4 separate regions of the Sus scrofa genome follow, and all the other regions are linked to region 2. The links are chromatin contacts, called in public Hi-C and HiChIP or PLAC-seq maps. All regions are on one chromosome and are shown on one strand. Each heading gives the region's core, a stretch centred on a gene start, on an enhancer-like site or on the middle of the called end of the contact. The rest is flanking DNA. Distances are from core to core; before and after follow the strand shown.

Region 1 (3,581 bases), core at 684-3,183, 190 kb before region 2:
GGGTGCAGCCCTAAAAAGCAAAAAAATAATTTAAAAAATTAAAAAGTGATAAAATAGGAGTTCCCATCGTGGTGCAGCAGAAAAGAATCCAACTAGGAACCCTGTTGAGGGTTCGATCCCTGGCCTCACTCAGTGGGTTAAGGATCTGGCGCTGCAGTGAGCTATGGTGAGGTCGCAGACTTGGCTCAGATCCCGTGTGGCCGTGACTGGGGCTGGCAGCTGTAACTCTGATTTGACTCTAGCCTGGGAACTTCCATATGCCATGGGTTCAACCCTAAAAAGCAAAAAAGCAAAAATAAATAAATAAATAAAAATTAAAAAATTCAACTGAGTAAATTTGAAGATCTAATTAGCTTTAGTCAACAATTTATGAATCTGGCAGCACCCCGTCTAGCATTTAGAAAGGCTTCTACAGGCTGTACAGGATGGAGGCTTTTATAGGTACAACGACATTAAAAGGCTGGATTACTTCAGGCCAGGTCACCCTCCTTTAGGGGGAGGCAAGGGGTCTTAGGCAGATTACTCCCTAGTGCTGACCAGAAAGCTCCAGACTAAAGGATTTAAATTTCCACTCCTGGGAGGGGCTGAAATTTCAATTAGATTAGTCATGAAGTCTGGTTAGGCTTAGCATAAGTGACTCCATTTTGGGGCTGTTGTTTTCATTTTTTTAATTTAAAAAAATTTTTTTTATTTTTTATTTTTTTGTCTTTTGTCTTTTTACGGCTACTCCCAAGGCATATGGAAATTCCCAGGCTAGGGGTCTAATCAGAGCTGTTTCTCTTTAAACAACATTGGGAATAGTTAAAAAGTTTAAGCTTTGACATTTAAACTCAGTATCTCAAAAATGATTGTTTTGTGTTGGATCAGTTATATTTGATAAAGCAATAGCTATTTAGTTACACAGAAATAGTTTCAAATGTTTCAGCTTTGACTTTTTTTTTTTTTTTAGGGCCACACCCTCAGGATGGAGGTTCCCAGGCTAGGGATCTAATCCGAGCTACAGCTGCCGCCTACGACACAGCCACAGCAAGCCAGATCCGAGCCGCGTCTGTGACCTGCACCACAGCTCACGGCAACACCGGATCGTAAACCCACTGAGCGAAGCCGGGGATCAAACCCCCAACCTCATGGTTCCTAGTCAGATTCATTTCCGCTGTGCCACCACGGGAACTCCTAGGCTTTGACATTTTAACTCGCTATCTCGAAAATGATCATTTTGTTTTGAACTGATTCTATCTAACGGAAGGGGGGATTTAATCCCCCCAAAACAGTTTAAAAAGTTTAATCTTCGTTATTTAAACTCATTTCCTGGAGTTCCCGTCGTGGTTCAGCAGAAAGGAATCTGACTAGCATTCCTGAGGAAGCAGGTTCGATCCCTGGCCTCGCTCAGTGGGTTAAGGATCTGGCACTGCAGTGAACTGTGCTACAGGTCGCAGACACGGCTCTGCCCCCTCGTTCCTGTGGCTGTGGTGTAGCCCGGCAGCTACAGTTCCGATTTGACCCCTAGACTGGGAACTTCCATAAGCCGCGGGTGCGCCCTGAAAAGATTAAAAATAAAATAAACTCATTTCCCTGAAAGGACTAACTTTGGATTGGGTGCGCAGCCCCCCTGCGCGGAAGCTCCCCACCCGGAAGGGGGCAGGTAAGTTCTTCGCCCCACCTCCCCGGGACCCATCTCCGCGCGCAGCTCGCACAGCGGGGCGGGAACCCGCCGGCGCTCACGCGTCACGTGACCCGGAGGCCCGGGAAGCTCTCCCAGCCGCACGACGGCCGGCGCGCGCGTCCTGAGACCCGCCCGGGAGGCGGGGCCTCGGCCGCGCCTGCGTCCTGTCGGGTTCAGGCGGGCGCGCGCCGCGGGGGCGGGGCTGCGAGGAGGCAGCTGCGCGGAGGCCGGAAGGAAGCGGGCGGAGGGCGGGGCAAGAGAGGTAAGCCCGCCCGGCCCGCAGGACAACCGTCGCGGCCTGATGACGTCGCACAATGGCCGGCCCCCGCGGGTAGTGGAGCCCGTTTGTTCCGCCCGCGTCGCGCCTCAAGCCGGAGCCTGTGAGGAGCGGAAGGGTCGAGGGACGACTTCCCCACGCCGCCCCGACCTCCGCGGAGCCGTGGCCCCCCCTCCCTGCTCTCGTAAGGTAAGTGGTGGCGCCACCACGGAGGCGGGGCGGGTAGAAGGAGGAGGCCGAGGCGGCCGGGCGGGGAGCGTGGCGGCGGCGCGGAGCGGAGGCCGGGGAGCCCCGCCGCCTCCGCCTCCGGGGAGCGCTCCAGGCTGCCCGCGGCCGAAGCGTGGTTCTCGAGCCCCAGGAAGAGGACGTTGACTCAGGCACGATCCTGCGCTCCTTTCGCTGCGAGCCGGCCGGGGACCCTGGAACCCTTTAGCCCGAGCGCACGGCGGCTGCCTCCGCGCCCGCCGTGGAGTTGATCTCCCGAAGCTGTCATTTCTCTTCCGGGACATCCGCGTGGCAGTGTTTGCCGCCTACAAAGACCGGGGGAGGGGGCGGCGGAAGGAGGCACGCAGGCTCACCCTCCGGACTGGGGATGGGCTCTTCAGGAGCTTTGAACTCTCTCGAGCCTCTTGGAACTTGCCCCCTCGGCTTCCCGGTGGCACAGGTTGGACCTATGCGCTGCGCCCCAAGATGCGCGCCACTCTTTGGAGTAAACTTCCTTTCCTTTGGTAAGGAGCCCAAAGGATGCCGGGTCATTGCTGGGGGGACGTCAGACTTTAAGACTTCCGGCTTTGCTCCTGCGAAAACTTCAAGTTTTCCTGAATTCTTACGACAGCTGAGTTGGCCAGGTAGAATGGTCGATTATCTTAAGTGAGCTGTTCAGCTCCATCTGTTAGAGTAGATCAGCCTTCGGATCTCTTTGGGGAGAATGGAAGGAGAGGGCTTTTGGGGGCACAGCAGTGGCTCTCTTGGTTTCTCATCTTCACGTTGCCTTTGGAGTGGTCCTTTCCCAGAGCGGAGATTGGGATTCTCAGGGTGAGTCTGGACCTGGGCTGATTCCCATTTCCCCAACAGGAAGTCTTTTCCTAGTGATTTTACAGTCTGAACACATGTGTGGAGCCCAGCCAGCTCTGAAACCATTCAGATGTGTCCCAGAGGTTAAAACCCCTCAGCCTCTCCAATTTGAGGTGGGAGATGGTGAAACATTTTATGAAAACTTTGTGGAATCGTTCCCGAGAGCAGAAGAGTTTTTGGGTTTGTTTTTTTTTTCCTTTTTCACTGATCATCTCGAGGTGAGTGAGTGCATCCTCCCTGAGGGGTCATTTGGGGTCAGGCTTGGTCAGGTTGGGGACAGTGTCTGTCACCAACCCACACATCCTTCCTTTGGATGTTTTAAGTCTATGAAGTTATGATTCTGCATTTTCTTTTTGTCTTTTTTTTTTTTTTGCTATTTCTTGGGCCGCTCCCGCGGCATATGGAGGTTCCCAGGCTAGGGGTCCAATCGGAGCTGTAGCCACTGGTCTACGCCAGAGCCACAGCAACTCGGGATCCGAGCCGCGTCTGCAACCTACACCACAGCTCACGGCAACGCTGGATCGTTAACCCGCTTAGCAAGGGCAGGGATCGAACCCGCAACCTCAT
Region 2 (3,388 bases), core at 314-2,813:
AGGCTTCTGGAGGCAAGAGTCCGCCACAGGATTCGCCAGTCGCAGCCTCTCCCTGCCTTCAGGCCAATACGGGGGCCCCTCAGGCCCTCCGGGAGCGACCGGAGGATCAGGGGCGGGGCGCTCAAGGAGGGACACCACCTGCCAGGGTCCTCCCAGGCCTGGGCTTGCCTAAAACCTTCCACCGGGGCGAGGGTCTGCGTGCGCGCAATACGCGATGACAGAAGGGGAACGGGAAAGCGGGCTGGCCCCGGTGGATTCTGGGCACATTCCCAGGGCAGTTCCCTGCGGCCCCACCTTTCCAGGGCTGGGGACCGGGAACCCGGGGGTGCGGGGCTACCACCCCTCTCCGAGCTGCCAGGGGGGGCAGCAGGCCTGTTATGACAACCCACACGCCTTCGCGGCCCCGGCGGGTTCCCCGAAGGACCCCCGACACGCCGCCCCCGTCCTCCCGCCAGCAGAAGCGGTGGGACCACCCTCCCCGCGCCTGCCCTGCCCAAGAAAAAGAGCCCCCGATGCTGCGCCCTCACGGGGCGTGACAGCGGTGAGCAGCCGCGGGGACCCGGCGGACGCCGGCCGCTCCACTTGCCCGCGATGTAGTCAATCCTGCCCCCGTGGGCCTTTTTCAGGTGATTCGCCAACAGACTGATGGAGGCGCGGAAGGAGTCGGGGTCCTTCAGGAGAGGCGAGATATCCCTGGCACGCAAGGACGGGCTTGGTGACTCTCAAGCCCACGCGGAACCCCCCGCGCCCCGACAGCCCGGGCCGCGCAGCCCCACGTGGCCCGGCTGCCCGTACCTGAACAGCACGCCGGGGACGGGGAAGTCGGGGAAGCTGCGGATACGCCGCGCCACTAGCTGCAGCTCAGGATCCGCCATCGCCGCGTTCGCGCGTGTCCTGAGCACGAGCGGCGGGCCCGGCGGCTCCGCGCCTGCGCAGGAGGGGTGGGCGGAGCGCCAGGGGCGCGGCGGGGCGCGAGCTCCGCGATCCCGCGCCTGTGCGGAAGGAGCGGGGCTGGGCGCCACGGGGAGGGGCTGCGCCCGAGGGGCGGAGCCCGCCGGCCCCTGGAGGAAGTACCGTATTTCATCGAATCTCAGGTGCCAGCCTTTTTGAGACTCGAGCTAGTTTCCTCAGAGGCGTCTCCGCCCCAGGGACGTCTGCGCGGGCCCGGCCGGGCTCTCGGGGAAAGCCTCATCAGGTTTTGTCCGAGTCGAGGGCGCTTGCTCGCAGGTCTTTGGTGTGGTTACGGCCGGCACCCCAGGTTTCGGGCGGGCACCGGCTTTCCCTTCCCTCCCGGGTCTCGGCTCAGCGCCTGCAGCGTTCTGCGAGGGGGGCGCGCGCACGGGGCGGATTGGCGGGGAGGCGGGGCGCATTCCGGGCGCGTGTGCACACAGGGCACGGCCCGGGCCTTCCCCCAGGAGCGCGCCGAGTGCCTGGGGAACCGAGGAGGGGTTCAGAGCAGGAGAGCGGTGCGGAAGCCTGAGGGGAGGGCCCGAGGCGGTGAGCAGTTCGAAGGACCAATGGCCTGGGCAGGGGCGAGGGAGAAGTGGAAGCCCTTCCCAGACCTGCTGGACTCTTGGGAGAGCGGGGGAGCGGGGGAGTGGGGGGGATGCTTGGCCCGGCCCACTCCAGCCCCCACCATACCAGAGGCAACAACTGCCCCCAAAGCGCATCTCACTAAAAAGAAAACAAACCAGAGCTAAAATGCCTGTTCCTGTATTCTAGAACTGCTTTTTCAAAATTTCCCAAGTCTTAAAAACAGCAGAGTTGGCCTGACAACCTGCAGAATGGAAATATGGTCCCCAGGCTTTCAGGGTGGGGTGGCTGGAGTCTGCACAGACCTGCCCAGGCTCATCGTCAAGCTTTGCCACCCTGGGCTCAAGGGGAGGAGGGCAAGCAGGGCAGCTGTGAGGCACTGACAGGCCCAGAGTGTGCTGGCGTCAGGGGTGAGGTGGTGGCATCAGCTGTCCCCACCGGCCTCGGGAAGCCTTGGCTGCCGAGGATCCAGGTCAGGGAGGATCTTGGTCTGCTCCCCCGTCCATGTTCACAAACCCCCATCATGGGGGGTGGGGCCAGGGCACCCCCCCTGCATAATGGCAAGGGGTGACACAGGACTGGCACAGCTACCCTCCTTGACACCACGGACTGCTGGGGCAGCCAGAGCAAGTCACACGCTCTGGGCCCTGGATCGGTCCGGCCAGGAAGGCAGGTGGAGCAGAGGGGGAGCCTGTGAGACAGGCAGCATCTGGTTCAGGGGCTGATGGCGGCCAGAGGTGGCAGAATCAGGCAGCCTGAATCCGGCAGGCTGAGAGGGAGTGACTCTAGGGCCCGGGCTCGCGCAGGCATGGCCTTGCAGGTCCCGCTGCTGGCTGCAGGTGGCGCAGGCTGGCACTGGGCAGGGCAGAGGGCAGCCCTGGAGCCCAGAGGCCAGAGCCTCTGGCAGCTGCAGGTCTGGGGAGATCCCGGACGTGGCTTCAGCCCAGCAGGTGCTAGTGGGGCCAGGAGCATTTTTCCGGGACAGATTCCGGGGGCGTGAGGCACTTCCCCAGCTTTTCACAGCCCGGGGGCGCCCAGTTCTGGGGAATGAAAATTCAGAAAGAGAACATGCAGTTAATTTAAGCCCTTCTGGACTCAGCAGTTCCCATTCCTGCCCCACCTCCACAGCTGTGGGGTGCAAGCCAGCGGGCACCGCCTGGAAGCAACCCAGCGCCTGAGGCCGGCGCAGCAGCCAGCAGCCCGCTGTTAACGGCCGTCTGCTGCTGAACAGGAGGGGTGAGCAAGCTGCGCACAGCCTCGGCCTCCACGGCCGCTGTAGCAGAGAAGGAGCCAGGCTGCTGAGGCGCTGGCCCAGACTTCCCAAGGAAAACTCTGCAGGCTGGGCCCGGATGCCCAGGGAGAGACTGCTTGTTGTGTGAGGGCTCCCCAGCACCTTCCCGGGCACACCTGCTTTGTGTGGCGATGTTTTCCCCGCAACGAAAGGGAACTCTCATGCCCCCGGGGAGGAAGCCCTCGTGGTGTCGCCTCGTCCCCCCTACCCAGGTGTCCCCGTCCACAGTCATCCATAGAACGGTCCCCGGCCAGGCCCTCAGAGGCTCCTGTGTTACAGAATCGGAGCTTCGGAGCCGGCGAGAGCCATGGGTCACGCCCTCTCCTGCCCTGGATGGTGCCAGGTGGCCCTGGGGTCACGCAGGCCACCCTGCAGGGCCGGATGTAGATCAGGAAGCAGAGCAGAGGGGGGCAGCGAGGGCGCAGGAAGCGGGGCTGGCGTCACGGAGGGGGTCTGCTGCAGCCCTGGGAGCAGAGGACACCACCGGAGCCCTCGCCGGCTGCTCCGGATAAGCGAGCGGGGCTAAGCAGGACTCAAGCGGGGCAGGGGACCGGGGAGGCTTTG
Region 3 (3,319 bases), core at 820-3,319, 180 kb after region 2:
TCAGCATCATCAGTGGCTCATCAAGGACATCTGACTTGTCTAACTACGCCCTTTCCTTGTCCCCCACAAGCATGTAAGTGACAGGAGTGCGATGGCTCTCTTACCCCTCGCCCCCGTGCCTGCAACATGCCCGGGGACAGGTTGGCATCTGCACCAACACCCACCTGCCCATTGGGAGCTGTGGGGAGCCAGTAGCAAGATGGTAAGGATTCGTGTGGACGCTGATCAGGCCCCTTTTCCCATCCTGTGCCGGGTAGAAAGCAAACCCTGGGGGAGTTCCCGTCGTGGCACAGGGGAAATGAACCCGACTAGTGTCTGTGCCGTGAGCTGTGGTGTAGGTCGAAGATGCAGCTCAGATCTGGCATTGCTGTGGCTCTGATTCAACTTCCACGTGCCAAGAGTGCGGCCCTAAAAAACAAAAACAAAGCAAACCCTGGGGGCGAGGTGAGTGTACTGCGGAGAAGGCTCAGTGGTGGGCAGGGGCTGCCTGGAGGCGGAGGGGAGACTCGTCCACGTGGACATCCTTGAGGGGCTTCCCCGTGCCCTCCCCCTTCGCAAAGTACTTTATAGTCTAATGCCACTTATCGTCATCACAGGTTCGGACTGCCTTCTCCTTCCCAACCACCAGAGGCTCGACTTGGGGTTAATTCTCTTGATTTTTGCCTCCCTGTGTCCAAATAGTGTCACGGTCACCCTGTCCCTGTTTGTTCCTACGATGGACACCCCAGGCTTCCTCTCCTTCTCCACCCCCACCCGCTTCCTGGGCCCGAGTCCCTCCTGCCTCACAGAGGGTCTGCCTAGACGGGCTTAGATCAGCTTGAGGGCAGGGTCAGTGTCCGCATGTCAGCATGTAGGTGGAAACCCTTAGTTACCACATGTCTGCACCAAGCCTCCCGGAGCTACATGGTTCCCTCGCCTTTGCGGTTTTCCCAGGATTTTGTCATCACCTGCTTTTTCTTCATCAGTGTTCTAGGTACGTACCATTTTCTGTCCCCAAGCTCTCCCTCGATGGTTCAGAGCTCTTCTCCGAGCAGACACCCCAGATATTCCCCCTGTGCCATCTTCCTGAGAATGACTGCTCCCCTCTGTCAGGTGGGGGCCCCAGGAGTCCAGGATACTGGCGTCTGACCAGGGTCTGAGTGTCACCTGAGTCACCTGGCTGCTGTGCTGGGAACAGACCAGGAAGTGCGGCAGGTGCAAGCAGGACCTGGCAAGAGGCTATTTTAGCAACTGGGATGTGAAACCAGGGTCTCCTAGCCCCTCCCCTCTGCCCCTTGCCTTCTTAGTCCAAGATCAAGGGCAGCTGCCTGCTGTGTCCTCACATGGAGAAGGGGCCAGGGAGCCCTGCGGGGTCTCACCTTTAGGAACCCTGATCCCATTCAGCCCCCTCATGACCTGTCACCTCCCAGAGGCCCCTCTCCTAACACCATCACGTGGCGCGATTAGGGCTTCAACACACGAACTTGGGGGCACACAGAATTCAGAACACTGCAGGGAAGATGCGCGTTGACGGGCGGGGCACGTGCACGTGGGTGTCGCCTGGGCGGTTTAGGGTCGACACCCCCCCCCCACGCTTTTCCAGGCTGAGTCGCCGCCACTCGCTCCAACCTGGAAGCTCTGCGGACGTCCCTTTCTTTCTTTGGCCGTTTCCTCCCCGGTCTGGACTCTGTCCCTTCCTGTCTTTTTTCTTCCTGAGCGCTCGGCGGCCCAGGGGCGACCCCTCCCCCTCGTGCTCCCCGCGTCCTGCTGCTTCGGGGCGTTCGCAGCCCCTCTTCCCTCGCGTTGGGCCGCCGGTCCGGCTCTGGGGAAGAAGGACGGCGGGAAGGCGCCTAGTGGCTTTTCCCTCTAGGGAGCCCTCCGGTCCCGGTCCCGGTCCCGGCGATGGGCGCCGTGCCCCGCTCCGCCCAGCAGCGAGTTAGGGCCGTCGGCGCGCGTTCCCAGTCGTCTGCGGGCCGGAGCGCGCAGTGGCCGGCCCGCCGCGCTCGCCCCGCGACGCCGGGTCTGGAGCCGCGCGGGTCGGCCGGGCTGGGGAACGTTCGCGCCCGGAACCCGCGCCGCCGCGCCGCGCCGCGCCGGGGGGCGCGCTTGGGCAACGGACGCAGGGTGCGCGCTCCGCGTTCCGGTTCCGGTTCCGACCCGGCGAGGAGGAGGCGTGCGTGCCCGGCCGGCAGAGGTAGAGCCCGCGCGTCCCCCGCCCCGGCGCAGGGGCCGCGGCGCGGGGGTTCCTGCTGGCCCTGGAGAGCTGGCGCCTCTGAGCGCACCTGAGGCCCGCGGGTGTGGGAGGGTCCGCGTGCAGCCACGTTGCAGGGAATCTGGTCTGTCGAGTCTAAACCAGACCGCTTGGGGCCTCTTTGGGCAGCAGGAAGCCTCCTTGAAGTACCTTTACCCCCGGCCTCGCCCCCGTGGGCTTGCTCGTGCAGCGTTAGGTGCAGATGCCCAGCTCCTGTGGGCAGGTCTGTATGTAAACAAAGGCAGAATGTTAAGTCGGAGGTTTTGGGGAGGCCTTGTGAGCAGCCAACTTCCCGGAAAGACTAAAGAGGAGGTGATACTGAGTCGGGTTTTGAAGGATGAGTAGGAGTTTGCCGAAAGGAGAAAGGGGAACAGTGAAAGGTGGGAACAGGAAACACATGTTTGAAGCGTACAGGTGGGAGGGAGATGTGTGTCAGGGGCCTCGGCAGTTGGGAAGGGGCACCAGTGCTGGGCCCAGGAGCACAGACGCACCCAGTGGGCGTCAGGTGGCCTGCGGGAGGTTCTTGTGTGAAACGCGAGTCTAGCGACCTTTCCAATGCCTGCTATGCCCCCCCCCCCGGCCCAAGTCCCAGAACCACTGTTCAAAGCAGACAGCAGCTGTGGATTAAACGACAGGCCTAGGAGAGTCAGCTTCATCCTTCTGACGGCATCTTTAAAATAATGTTTTACCTCCTAATATGGATATGGGTTTAAGAATTTGTTTTTCCCTTTTGGTTGTTTGATTTGAATGCAGTGCTCATGAATGCAGTGTGAATGCCTGTCACTTAAAAACGTAACTTTGGAAACAACCCCAAACCGCAGGCTGAAACTAGTGTCCTGCCCAGAGGGAGAGTGCGGCCCCTTCCCCCAGCCCATACCTCCCCCGGGGGTGGGGGAGAGCGGGTGGCGCTGGTCCATCAGGTGCCGTTTTATTCATTTCGAAACCAGCCACCTTCGTTTGAATGCAAGTATCATTCTTATCAAGTAGTTTGCGTCTCCTGGCGAACATGGTGGTGAAGACGGCAGAGCCGCTTGCTTCCTCCTCTGCCGCGGGCTGGTTCCCACGGGCACCCTCTGCAGCCGGTCTTGT
Region 4 (3,232 bases), core at 265-2,764, 240 kb after region 2:
CACTCCTGCACCGCACCAAGGACCTGAGGGAGGTCAAAGGTGGGACCCTGGTGTTGGCCACCTGGTACGCAGGAGGGGGCACCAGAGCCCATCTGGAAAGTGGGCTTTGGGGGAGGGGCCTGGCCCTCATTAGCAAGGAAGGCCAACTGGCCCTTGCCGCCTGGGGTGGACCAGCACCAGATGGGACCTCGGGGCTCAGGGAAGCCATCCCTCCTCTGGGTCACAAGAGGAAACGGAGGAAATGGCCACAAAAGTGAAGGGAACGTGCTTCGTGGGGCCCAGAGATGGGACCGACTGCAGGCTGCCCTGGCCCAGGAAGCAGGGCCGTGGGGGGCCCTACCGGCCTGGGGACCACAGCCCTCCCCCAGCGGCCCCTTCCTGCCCTTGGGGCTCCCCTGTGACCAGCTTTCCCATGCCCCCGCAGACGCTCACACCCCGGAGGCTGTTGAGCGGGAGACAGGAGGCCAGGAGCAAGGCGGGGGAGGGGTGCCTGGGGTCAGCCCCTGGGACTCCGCCCAGCCCCCAGACCCCCTACTTCGCCTGCTGCACTGCGACCAGGGACGGAAACCCAAAGCTTCAGAGGGCTTCTCCACCCAGGGTCTGGCGTCCCTGACCTCAGAGGCAGGACAGTGGCTCCAGGGCCGCTCAGCCCCAGGATTTCAGATCCTGTGGCTGGAAGATCTGCAGAGCCTTCAGAGCAGTGAGTGCCAGCGTCACGCTGGAGCCCCCCACTGCCGCCCGCGGCAGCCTGGCCTCCGGCCAAGCAGGCCAAGGGCACAGATGGCGCAGCACCTGCTCAGCTGCCCCTCAACCTGGAGAGGAGGGCAGAGGCCCGTGACTGCTCCTCCCCAGCCCAGGCTCTCCTCGCCCTATGGGGCGGGGAAGGGGGGGGTGTCAGGGGTGCAGGGCCAGGAGAGAGACCCTCGCTCCCCTTCGCCAAGTAGTCACCAACCCAATAATGGCCCATCCCGCAGTAGGAAGACCTTCTGGGTGAAGGGCAGGCCGGGCACCAGCCAGGGCTGCCCTGTCCTTCCTGTGTGTTAGCCCCGTGGGTCAGCAGTCGACAAGCAGCCCTGGGGGCTGCACTCCAGCGCGCGCGGGGGGGGGGGGGGAAGACCGTGACCACACACAGCAAATGTGATCCGAGCCCTCAGGGAGGCGAGCGGCTGGCCTTAGGGACAGTCGGAGAAGCAGTTCTGGTGAGGGCGCGGCCAGTGCAAAGGCCCTGAGACAGGAGCCTGCCTGGTGCTCAGACAGAGGGACTCCACTCTGGTCCCTAATTCAGCCCCACCACCGCTGCCTTTCTGCCCGCCTCCGCCGCTCCACGGCCTGACCCTGGAGCCAGGCATCCAGCTTGGGTCACTGCCTGACCCCTGCTCTGCCCCACACGTGGGGAACACTATGTGCTGTCACTCAGCCCCACGCCCCGCCCCCGCGCCCGGGCTGTCGCTCGGCCCCCTGGCCCGCCCCGCCCACCACGTGCCGTCACTCAGGCCCCCAAGTCCCGCCCCGCGCACGTGCCGTCGCTCAGCCCCCTGGCCCGCCCCGCCCACCACGTGCCCTCACTTAGTTCCCAGGCCCCGCCTGGCCCCGCCCAGCCTCGCCCCCGCACACGTGTTATCACTCGCTCGGCCCCGCCCGCCGCACACTTGTGCTGTCACTCAGCCGGGTCCCGTCCAGCAATAGGCGCCGCTCCCGCCGGCCGGCCGGACACTCGGCCGGACCCCCACCGCCGACCCATGGACGCCGCGCTTCTCCTCGCCCTCGGGCTGCTGGCCCAGGTAAGGCTCCGGCGCCGCTCGAGGTCCCTGCCCCCGCACTGAAGCGGGCATCCCGGCGTCTGGGCCCAGTGGCCCTGGGCACTCTTGGGGGCCCGTGAGCTGAGGGGCCCGGGAGGGTCCTGGGCGGGGCAGCACGGTCAGGGTGCTCGCGCCACGTTCCCGGGGTGAGTGTAGCAGCCTCTGCTGGAGAGAACTCCGAGCCAAACGGGGGTGCCGCCCGCGGATCAGGTCTAGGGTATTCAGCCTTGGGGGGTGGCAGGGGGAGAAGGGAGCGCCGGAGCACCCCCAGCTGGAAAAGCCTGGAGGCCAGATTCCTAGGGACGCCATGAGCTGCTCCTCTCGAGTCTAGCTTCGGGTGGAGCCGGAGCCCCCACGGGTCCAGGCGGTAGGGCAGGTGCTGGCTCTTGGCTCCAGGAACCCCTTCTCCTTGGGAGCACCCTGTGTCCAGGAGACCCCAGTTCCAGCCCCCACAGGGCCACCCTCCACACATCCTAAGGAACCCCAACTTGCCCACCCCTCAGCTGGTCCACGCCACGCCGGCACAGGAGAGGTGGAAGGAGCAGGACCACCCAGCTCCCCACATGGCCACCCGCTGGGTGGAACCACCGATGCCTTAGGCTGCTGGGCAGGCGCCAGGACTCACCTGGGAGTGGGGCAGGCGGCCTCCTGCCCCAGCAGACCCAGCTGAGCCAGGGTCACCGCTGAGGGCCAGCCTGCGAGAACGGCCTCAGACCTCCCAGACTTGAGCAGATGTGTTGCCGTTCCAGCTCCAGACCCATGAGGCAGTGTGGACGCTGTGAGGGCCCCCAATCCCGGGCTCGCTGGCCAGCTCAGTTCTCAGCCCCTGGCAGGTGCTGGGGTGCCCACCAGCCGGCCCCTCCTGCACACGGCCCCACCACCCCAGCCATGCCAGCCCTGCCCTGGGGTCCTCTCACCGGCCCCAGTGGAGATGGCGCCTGCTGCTCCCAACTGGTCACTCAGCCGGCACGGCCTGGCCGCCACGCTCCACCTGAGCCCCTGAGCCCTCTGCTGGGTGCCCACCCAGGGCAGCAGGCCCTCTGGCAGCCCCACACTCACTCCAGAAGGCTCTGGCCTCCTCGCGTGACCCTACCTACTTGTTCCAGGAACAGGCTGACACCCACTCCTTTGGGTCTGGGGGTGTCATCCTTTCAGCAGGACCTGGGAGACTCCGTTGTGGGGGCAGGGGGAGCTCCTTCTCAGATTCCTCTCCCCTCTCCCAAGGCAACTGCAGAATGCACCCCCTCCCAGACAGCTGGAGACTGCAGGGATTCTGGTGGGGGTGGGGGGCCAGCCAAGGGCCTGGCCGCTCATGTTCCCACACTCGGTGTGGCTCAAATTAGCTCCGGTGTGAGGGGAGCGTCTCCGGGCCTCGCTGAAATATGTCCGTGACAGAACCTGGCCCAGCCCTCCCCCACCCAGCTCAGCTTTCA

The links. A called contact is a pair of places that touch in the nucleus more often than the background predicts. HiChIP or PLAC-seq counts read pairs in DNA pulled down with a chosen protein or histone mark.
Region 1: an H3K27ac HiChIP or PLAC-seq map of alveolar macrophages shows a contact between it and region 2. The contact joins the promoter of ZC3H18 here to the promoter of APRT in region 2. A contact is called at or near these places in 1 of 47 Hi-C or Micro-C datasets (liver) and 1 of 2 datasets of contacts at active chromatin or transcription factors (alveolar macrophages).
Region 3: a contact with region 2 is called in a Hi-C map of mesenteric adipose tissue, with 1.9 times the contacts expected there. The contact joins the promoter of ACSF3 here to the promoter of APRT in region 2. A contact is called at or near these places in 2 of 5 promoter capture datasets (fetal skeletal muscle and liver), 3 of 47 Hi-C or Micro-C datasets (embryonic fibroblasts, heart right ventricle and mesenteric adipose tissue) and 1 of 2 datasets of contacts at active chromatin or transcription factors (alveolar macrophages).
Region 4: a contact with region 2 is called in an H3K27ac HiChIP or PLAC-seq map of skeletal muscle, with 10 times the contacts expected there. The contact joins the promoter of CDH15 here to the promoter of APRT in region 2. A contact is called at or near these places in 2 of 5 promoter capture datasets (fetal liver and skeletal muscle), 11 of 47 Hi-C or Micro-C datasets (embryonic fibroblasts, epiblast stem cells, fetal heart ventricle and 7 more) and 2 of 2 datasets of contacts at active chromatin or transcription factors (alveolar macrophages and skeletal muscle).

What each region holds. Positions count from the first base shown.
Region 1 is chr6:1,079,893-1,083,473 of Sscrofa11.1, reverse strand. ZC3H18 (zinc finger CCCH domain-containing protein 18) reads left to right here and starts at 1,933. Exons shown (of 18, transcript XM_021093665.1): 1 at 1,933-2,129.
Region 2 is chr6:888,447-891,834 of Sscrofa11.1, reverse strand. It overlaps APRT (adenine phosphoribosyltransferase), which reads right to left and starts at 1,563. Exons shown (of 4, transcript XR_002344435.1): 1 at 796-1,563; 2 at 1-693. GALNS (galactosamine (N-acetyl)-6-sulfate sulfatase) reads right to left here. Exons shown (of 14, transcript NM_213955.1): 14 at 1,698-2,573. The coding sequence ends at 2,487.
Region 3 is chr6:707,550-710,868 of Sscrofa11.1, reverse strand. It overlaps ACSF3 (acyl-CoA synthetase family member 3, mitochondrial), which reads left to right and starts at 2,069. Exons shown (of 11, transcript XM_021093626.1): 1 at 2,069-2,173.
Region 4 is chr6:650,542-653,773 of Sscrofa11.1, reverse strand. CDH15 (cadherin-15) reads left to right here and starts at 1,514. Exons shown (of 14, transcript XM_021093622.1): 1 at 1,514-1,781. The coding sequence starts at 1,740.